Linked DNA regions of Mus musculus: region 1 is linked to region 2. A link is a contact called in public promoter capture Hi-C data. All regions are on one chromosome and are shown on one strand. The core of a region is the stretch at or near the end of the contact, and the rest is flanking DNA. Distances in the headings are between cores, read along the strand shown. Region 1 overlaps Gm34439 (a long non-coding RNA gene). Region 2 holds the start of Msx2 (msh homeobox 2).

Region 1 (3,224 bases), core at 219-2,718, 290 kb after region 2:
CATGGCTCCACTTCTAACATTTTGTAGGTTCTAAACGGCAGGTATGGAGCCAGCTCCCCAAGAACACGGAACACAGACTCAGCCAGAAAGCGACTGCTCACTTCTGAACTGACTCCTGGAAATGGTAACTATACCAGCCACTGCCTCGGCTCCTAGACAGGCAAGAGGGACAGGGGGTGGGGTGGGACAAGCTTCCACAGTGAGTGGAGGCCCAGGTATCCTCAGGGCTGTGTTATGGTGGGGCATCACGTGACCACTCACATAGTTGCAACTCTTGAGATGCCCACACTTGTCCTTGCCTGTGTGTGTGGTGTGTGATGTGTGGTGTGTGGTGTGGTGTGTGTGTGTGTGTGTGTGTGTGTGTGTGTGTGTGTGTGTGTATGTGTGTGCACGCGCACGCACATGTGCACACTTTGGCCCTGGGGTATAACTCCCACCCAGGTACCTACCTTACCTTGACTCTGCCCTTTTTCTGATGGTGAAGTTAGCGACACAGGCATTGTTCTCGTCCTTTCTCTCTAGTCTCACTCACTAAAAACAATGATCATTTAAGAGACTCAAACTGAAGTGTAATTGCCTCCTAACAGTGTCAAGAAATGGGGCTTCAGGGCTGGAGACATGTACGGCTCCACTCGCTTGTTGCTTTTGCCAAGGATCCTGGTTTAGTTCCCAGCACCCGCATGGTGGCTCACAACCATCTGTGACTCCAGTTCCAGGGGATCTAATGCCCTCTTCTGACCTCTGTGGGCACCAGGCATACATGTGGTATACACACATACATGCAAGTAAACGCTCACACAAAAAATACATAAATAAATATGGCCTTTAAGAAGCCATCAGGTTGTGAGCTCAGCCTCTCTGCTCAGATTAAAGCCACCTTGAGAACAGACTAGGCACCAGGGGCGCTGGTTCTTTGTATGAGGATCGGTCCTTCTGTGTCTAACTTTCATTCTGTTTCCCCTTCTAGGGGACTGCACAGGAAGAGAGGCCCTCTAAACCTGTCTTTCTCTGTCTCTGGAATCATGAAGCAATCAATTTGTTTACATTATAGAATACCAAGTTGGTGGCATTCTGTTGGTGGCTCAACACAGACTAGGGCAGGAGCCCACGGCTATAACCCTTTCAAGTTCACATCCAAGTCCTCTCAGGCCAGAATACCATAGCATCTCTGCACTGGTAACCATGACCACAGCTGCTGTGTGTCCACCTTGGGGCCTGGGTACCCTGGCCCTGCTTCTTGTAGTGTCTGGTGCATCTCTAGTACCTTGGAGGGGCCTTCCACAAGCCATCACAGAAATCCCCTATTGTTTTACTCCAGACAAACCACCACTAAGTCATTTTGTGTCTTACTTCCACAGAGACTCAATCTCTGGGCACTGAGTGGCTTCGGGGCACACCCATCAAACCAGTTCTCCACCTTTAGCCCCGCCAGCTCCGCTGTTCCAGAAGGTTCTAGCAAGACTCTCGTATTGAGCCCTAAGGACAGACCCAGTGGGACCTGTCCCCACACTCCCAACCTTGTCAGCAGAAGCACTTTCCCCTTCTCTTTTAGTAAAAACCGACGGACCCCAAACTGCCTCCAAATAGAGTTCTAGATGGCCTGTTCTTGCCTGTCTGGAACTGGCTCAAGTTTGTCTGGCTTCCTGAGAGAGCCCAGCTCAGACATGCATCACAACCAGGATTAGGGATTTTCTTATTACTTTCTCAAAAAACAATAAGCCTATAACATGGGCAGGGAAAGTATTTCTTGCTGTTGTTTAAACAGAGAGGCTAAGCTTATATGGTCACGCAAGGGGCCTGATGGGGTCCCAGCTTCTTGGAAGTTTGATGCTTTCTCTTGCTTCCTAGTGCTAGCTTCTGTCTCCTCCGTTAGCATCCTGTTCTGCAACCCTGGCCTCTTTAGCTTGCATGACTCTCCCTGACCTGAGTTGCCTCATCTCTGTAAGAGAAGCTGGGGCTGGCCCACCTTCCTGAGACAGTTCCAGAGCTACATGGGAGAAGTCTGTGAACAGCCACGATGCTCGCTCGGCTCCCAGCATGCAGAGCCGGCTCTCCTACCCTCAGCTCCCAGGGAACGGGCCAGCACCGGTGACCTCTGAATGGCAGCTGAAACTCCACATTTCTTCTTTTGAGGAACAATCCTTGAACCCTAACTGGGCACTTTTAATGAGCAAGCACTGTAAAAATGCATCTAATTACACAGGGCTCTTGTCAGAATTGAACAACAATGACTATGACAGCTTTGGAAACTATGGAAAATGTAATCAATTATTACTGTCACCACAGGGCTGTCACTAGGTGGCATTAGAAGCCCCATAGTCACCCTGGCAGATTCTGTCCATTGGAGAATTCTCTATAAGGAGGTTCTAACTTATTTACACTCAGCATCCCCTGGATGCAGCAAGCATATTTGCTTACACGGGGGGCTCTTCAGGGCTCAGATGAGCACTGTCCCTTTTGCAGATGAGGGAACTGATGGTCAGAGAGGTGCTCCTATAGGTCTAGCATTGCCTGGAGTGGAATGAACAGCCCCTTCTTAGCAGCGTCCACGGTTACCTATGGGTTATCAAGCAATGACCACGAGTTAGGTCCATGCTCATCAAACCAGACTGTACTTTCAAAGCGACATGATAAGTTCAGTTATGACCCAGGGCCCAGAGGTGTGCAGCCAGGCCCGGTAGAGAAATCTGATCCCACTTGTATCCCTGTGACTGCAGCAAGGCCAAAGATAGGCTTAGAAAGAGGCTGCTTTGCAGACGTTGGTGCCCTCTACTGGTAGCATCAAGATAGGCAGCTTCAAGGGAGCCGGGAGCAGGCTAAACAAAATCAACATAGGACACGGGTAAGTAAGCATCCTCCATCGCGGACAGGAGGTATTCCGTATCTCCGTTTTGAAATTTTATTTTGGAAAGGCATAGATAATAAGATATCTTAGGGATGGGGTCCAAGCCTACACACAAAAGGATTTACTGATATTTTGGACACTTCACACACATGGATAGACAGATACTTTCAATAACATTGTGCACAAAACACAGTTTCCTGTGGAATTTCCCACTTCTGGTGTCAAAACTTAGAACAATTTATTCTTCCGATCTTTCCAGAAGTGGAAATCACACGCCATTACTTCTAAGTGGTCTCACCTCGGACCAATAATACAGCCAGGAACCAGGTGGACTCAGGCTCAGTTAACTCACCAGATGGATCATGGCAGGTCAGATACG
Region 2 (3,254 bases), core at 548-3,047:
TCTCTGCACCCTTTCAGCCTTTCAGAATTTCCAGCAGGGTGGAGAGAGACAGCCAGAGGGGACAGCCACTGACGCCTGGGTATATGGTCTTGTTTTGTTCACAAAATACTTTGCATCTCTAGTCCAGAGGGCCGGGCTGAAAGGTAGAAAGGAAGACAAGTTCTCCCCCAGCTGAGCTGGGAAAGTCCCTCCACAATCCCTCTCCCTCTTTCTCAACTTTCCCAAAGTTTGATGGGGGGGGGGGCAGGAAAAAAGGCAACAGAAGAGATAAACCTCAAAGGCCAAGAGATAAAACTAAAAACAAAGTTTCAGGAATGGACCCCAAAGGGATGCTAAGTCTGGAAAGGAAGTCGGCACAGCCTCCCTGGAGGAAGTGGGGTGCAGTGAAAATAGCAATATGGCCATCACCCTCAAAAGAGGGGGCAGAGAGCATGGACACCAGACCCCCATGCCCATTGCAAGTATGAATGGTAACCTGGACCAAGCAAGAGCAATCCTCTAAGCACTAGCCACCAAGTCTGAAGGGGTAGCCACAGGTGGCATGCCTCTGCCTGTACTTTGAGGTTCTAGCAAGCAGCCAAATCTGGCGAACTTGTGGCCACCTCACTGTACATTCTCAAGTTCTGAAGGAATGCTGTTAATTATTACTGTGAACCCAGGAGAGCCCACGAGGGTCTGGCCCAAACTAGCTCCCTGCAACACGCAGAACCTAACCAACAACGGACTAGAATACAAGAAGCTTCCTTTCCGAATCAGTCTCTGCCTGCCACCTTCCCTTCATAGGATGGACACTGGAGTTCGAAGACTACCAAGTATGTCTGCTCCATGTCTGGTTAACTTCCAGTTGTCTAGTCTTTATAGTGGGGTGAACTTCATGGGGCTGCCTGTATATTTTGAAGGCCAGCAAAACCACATTTCAATACTCATTTAAAGTGGATCCCAGCCCGGTGTGGTGGTGCACACCAGTTATTCTAGTACTTAGGTGGTGGAGTAAGATGACGAGTTCAAGACCATCCTGAGCTGCATACCAGCACGGGCCACAGGAGACCCTGACTCAACAAAACAAAACAGCGACTCTCCCCTATTTCCCGGGCAGGTACACAAATATGAAGTTTTCGGAGCAGGGGGCTAAGGACTGCAGAAATCAACAACTTGGTTTGGTTTTCAAATGCCAGCCAGCGCTCAGGTACTGCAGATTCCTCGAAGCTAGGGATTCTGGGATGCGGACCGCCCGCTGAACTGGGGTACCAGGGGGGTCAAGAGCATCATCCTGTTAACACCCGTTCCCCAGCCCCTCTGGGACCCCTCGCGCTGGTCCAGCCCGGATCCCGTCCCAGACGCGCACTCACTGGGCGGCGGGGAGTATCTGCCGGGCTCCTGTATCCACGGTGCTCCGTCTTCGGAATTTTCCGACTTGACCGAGGCGGTCTCGAAGGGCTTGACGAGAGGCCCGGGACTGTGAGCGTCCCGGACGCCGTGTCCCGGCAGCAGCAGCGGCCGCAGGACAGCGCCAGCCGAGGCGCAGTCGGGTGGCACCGCGGGCGATTCCTTGGGCGGCTTCTTGTCGGACATGAGCGCCTCCACGCTGAAGGGCAGGCTGGAGACCTTGACCCTGCGTTCCTCTGCGCTGCCCTCGGCTCCTCCAGGCCCGGGACCCGGGCCGGCCAGTACCGCGGGGCCCTCCTCATCCGACGAAAACAAGTCACCGCCTTTAGTCGGAGAAGCCATGACTTTCTGCGCCGCGTAGCTGTCGGCGCGCGACTCCGCTGGCAACTCTCAAGCGAAGACTCCAACTTTTGGGGGGGGAGCCGGCAGGGGCGCGCTGGGAGCCCAGCCTGTCCTCCGAGGGGAAGTGGGAGACTCGGCTCAACCAACTGGCGACGGCCCTGCTCCTGACGCCACGGACGCTCGCCACCGATTGGCTCTCCCTGGAGAGGCTTGGGGCCCTTCCCCCGCCCCGTTTGAAATAAATTAGGAGTTAATTACAGGAGCAGTCAGCAGAGTTGTTATTAGGCGATCCCTCAAGGGTTATAATCGCCCAAACTGAAAAGTCTAAGGCGTAATTAAAGCCGATTGTTTAAAGAGGAAGCTTGCCGAGTCTCATTTCTTGTCTTTTAACCCCTCTTTAAAGTGTTTCTGGTGCCGATCCCACACGCTCCCGCCTGAGAATGTTGGAAATCTGCGGAGGGCATGGAACATTTATAAAGCTCCCACTATGAGCTCAAACTAGTGTATCTTTGTAACTATAATGGAAAACAATAGCAGCATCTTTACTAATAGAAATAGTTTAGGCATGGTCCTTAGTTGTCTTATCTTTGGAGAGTGTTCCAAGACATTAGCTGTAACTCATTCCTTAAGAAAAGGGACAAAGATGAGAAAGGCTGAGAGGTGGTCAAGGGATATTCAACTAATCTCTACCCTTTCTCCCTTTTTTTTTCCTTTAAAACAGACTCTTGCTCTCCAGCTCTGGCTAGCTTAGAAGTCGCTCCCTATCTTACCCAAGATGGTCCTGAACTTGCTACCCCACTGGCTTCGTCCCTGGTGTTGAGAGTGTAGGTGTGCACCAGCAGACCCAGCGCCCATTGGTTCCTGGCAGCTAATTTACACAAATGATCTCCATTTCATACTCTGTCCAAACAGGACAAGTTTTAGAAACTGTCAATGGGGATATTTTCTCACCCCTTGAGTCTCCTCTCTAGGCCCGTGCAAAAGTGTGCTCATGAGGTTTTTTTTTTTTTTTTTTTTTTTTGAGTTTGTGTTTGTCATTGGAGTTCAGGTGTCAGGATAGCATCTGCCTTGGGAGGTGATGGGCAGGGGAGAAGGGTATTTGTGACATTTAGTGTCTTTATTCTCTCTGCAAATAACAGGGTTCGACTTTGCAAACCCAAAGCCTGAATATCTTTGGGGAAAGCTCATCTCACCTGACTTTGAAATTTTAAGCAGCATACCTATCAGGATCCCACCCTAAAGCACACTCTCTATCTAACTGCAGCCCCAAAGCATCAGTGACCAACTGTATCAATGCATGGAAGAAGAGAGTTTTGAGACAGAGGCCTGAAATAATTCTGCACCTCCCTTGCCCGCAAGCCAGCAGGAGCAGAAAGATCGCTGCAAACAACCCATTTCAGGCTGCAGAAGCTTTTTCATAGATCCAAAAACCCATCCGGACTGGTGGGGGAAAGAAGAGCCTGCTAAGCGCTGGTCCCAAACAGCAAATGCTCCCTAAATACTCCCTCCAGCACCAAAGGGGAGGA

Evidence for each region. Promoter capture Hi-C pulls out the DNA fragments that hold promoters and counts their contacts.
Region 1: a contact with region 2 is called in a promoter capture Hi-C map of cranial neural crest. The contact joins the enhancer-like site here to the promoter of Msx2 in region 2. A contact is called at or near these places in 9 of 39 promoter capture datasets (the 3T3-L1 cell line, cranial neural crest, embryonic stem cells and 5 more), 2 of 15 datasets of contacts at CTCF or cohesin (embryonic stem cells and stem cell-derived epiblast-like cells), 31 of 484 Hi-C or Micro-C datasets (B cells, the C2C12 cell line, adipose-derived mesenchymal stem cells and 17 more), 16 of 115 datasets of contacts at active chromatin or transcription factors (craniofacial prominence, embryonic basal ganglia, embryonic forebrain and 7 more) and 2 of 9 other capture datasets (embryonic tail and embryonic trunk).

The regions. Positions count from the first base shown.
Region 1 is chr13:53,762,308-53,765,531 of GRCm38.p6, forward strand. Gm34439 (a long non-coding RNA gene) reads right to left here. Exons shown (of 4, transcript XR_382405.3): 3 at 3,198-3,224. Among named protein-coding and RNA genes, the nearest start is that of Gm34439, 24 kb to the right of the region's middle. Within about 2 kb of position 1,469, at least 3 of the 459 cell types and tissues checked have an H3K27ac peak or open chromatin away from gene starts, as enhancers often do.
Region 2 is chr13:53,470,983-53,474,236 of GRCm38.p6, forward strand. It overlaps Msx2 (msh homeobox 2), which reads right to left and starts at 1,798. Exons shown (of 2, transcript NM_013601.2): 1 at 1,350-1,798. The coding sequence starts at 1,728. Gm33763 (a long non-coding RNA gene) reads left to right here. Exons shown (of 4, transcript XR_873406.2): 2 at 2,993-3,254.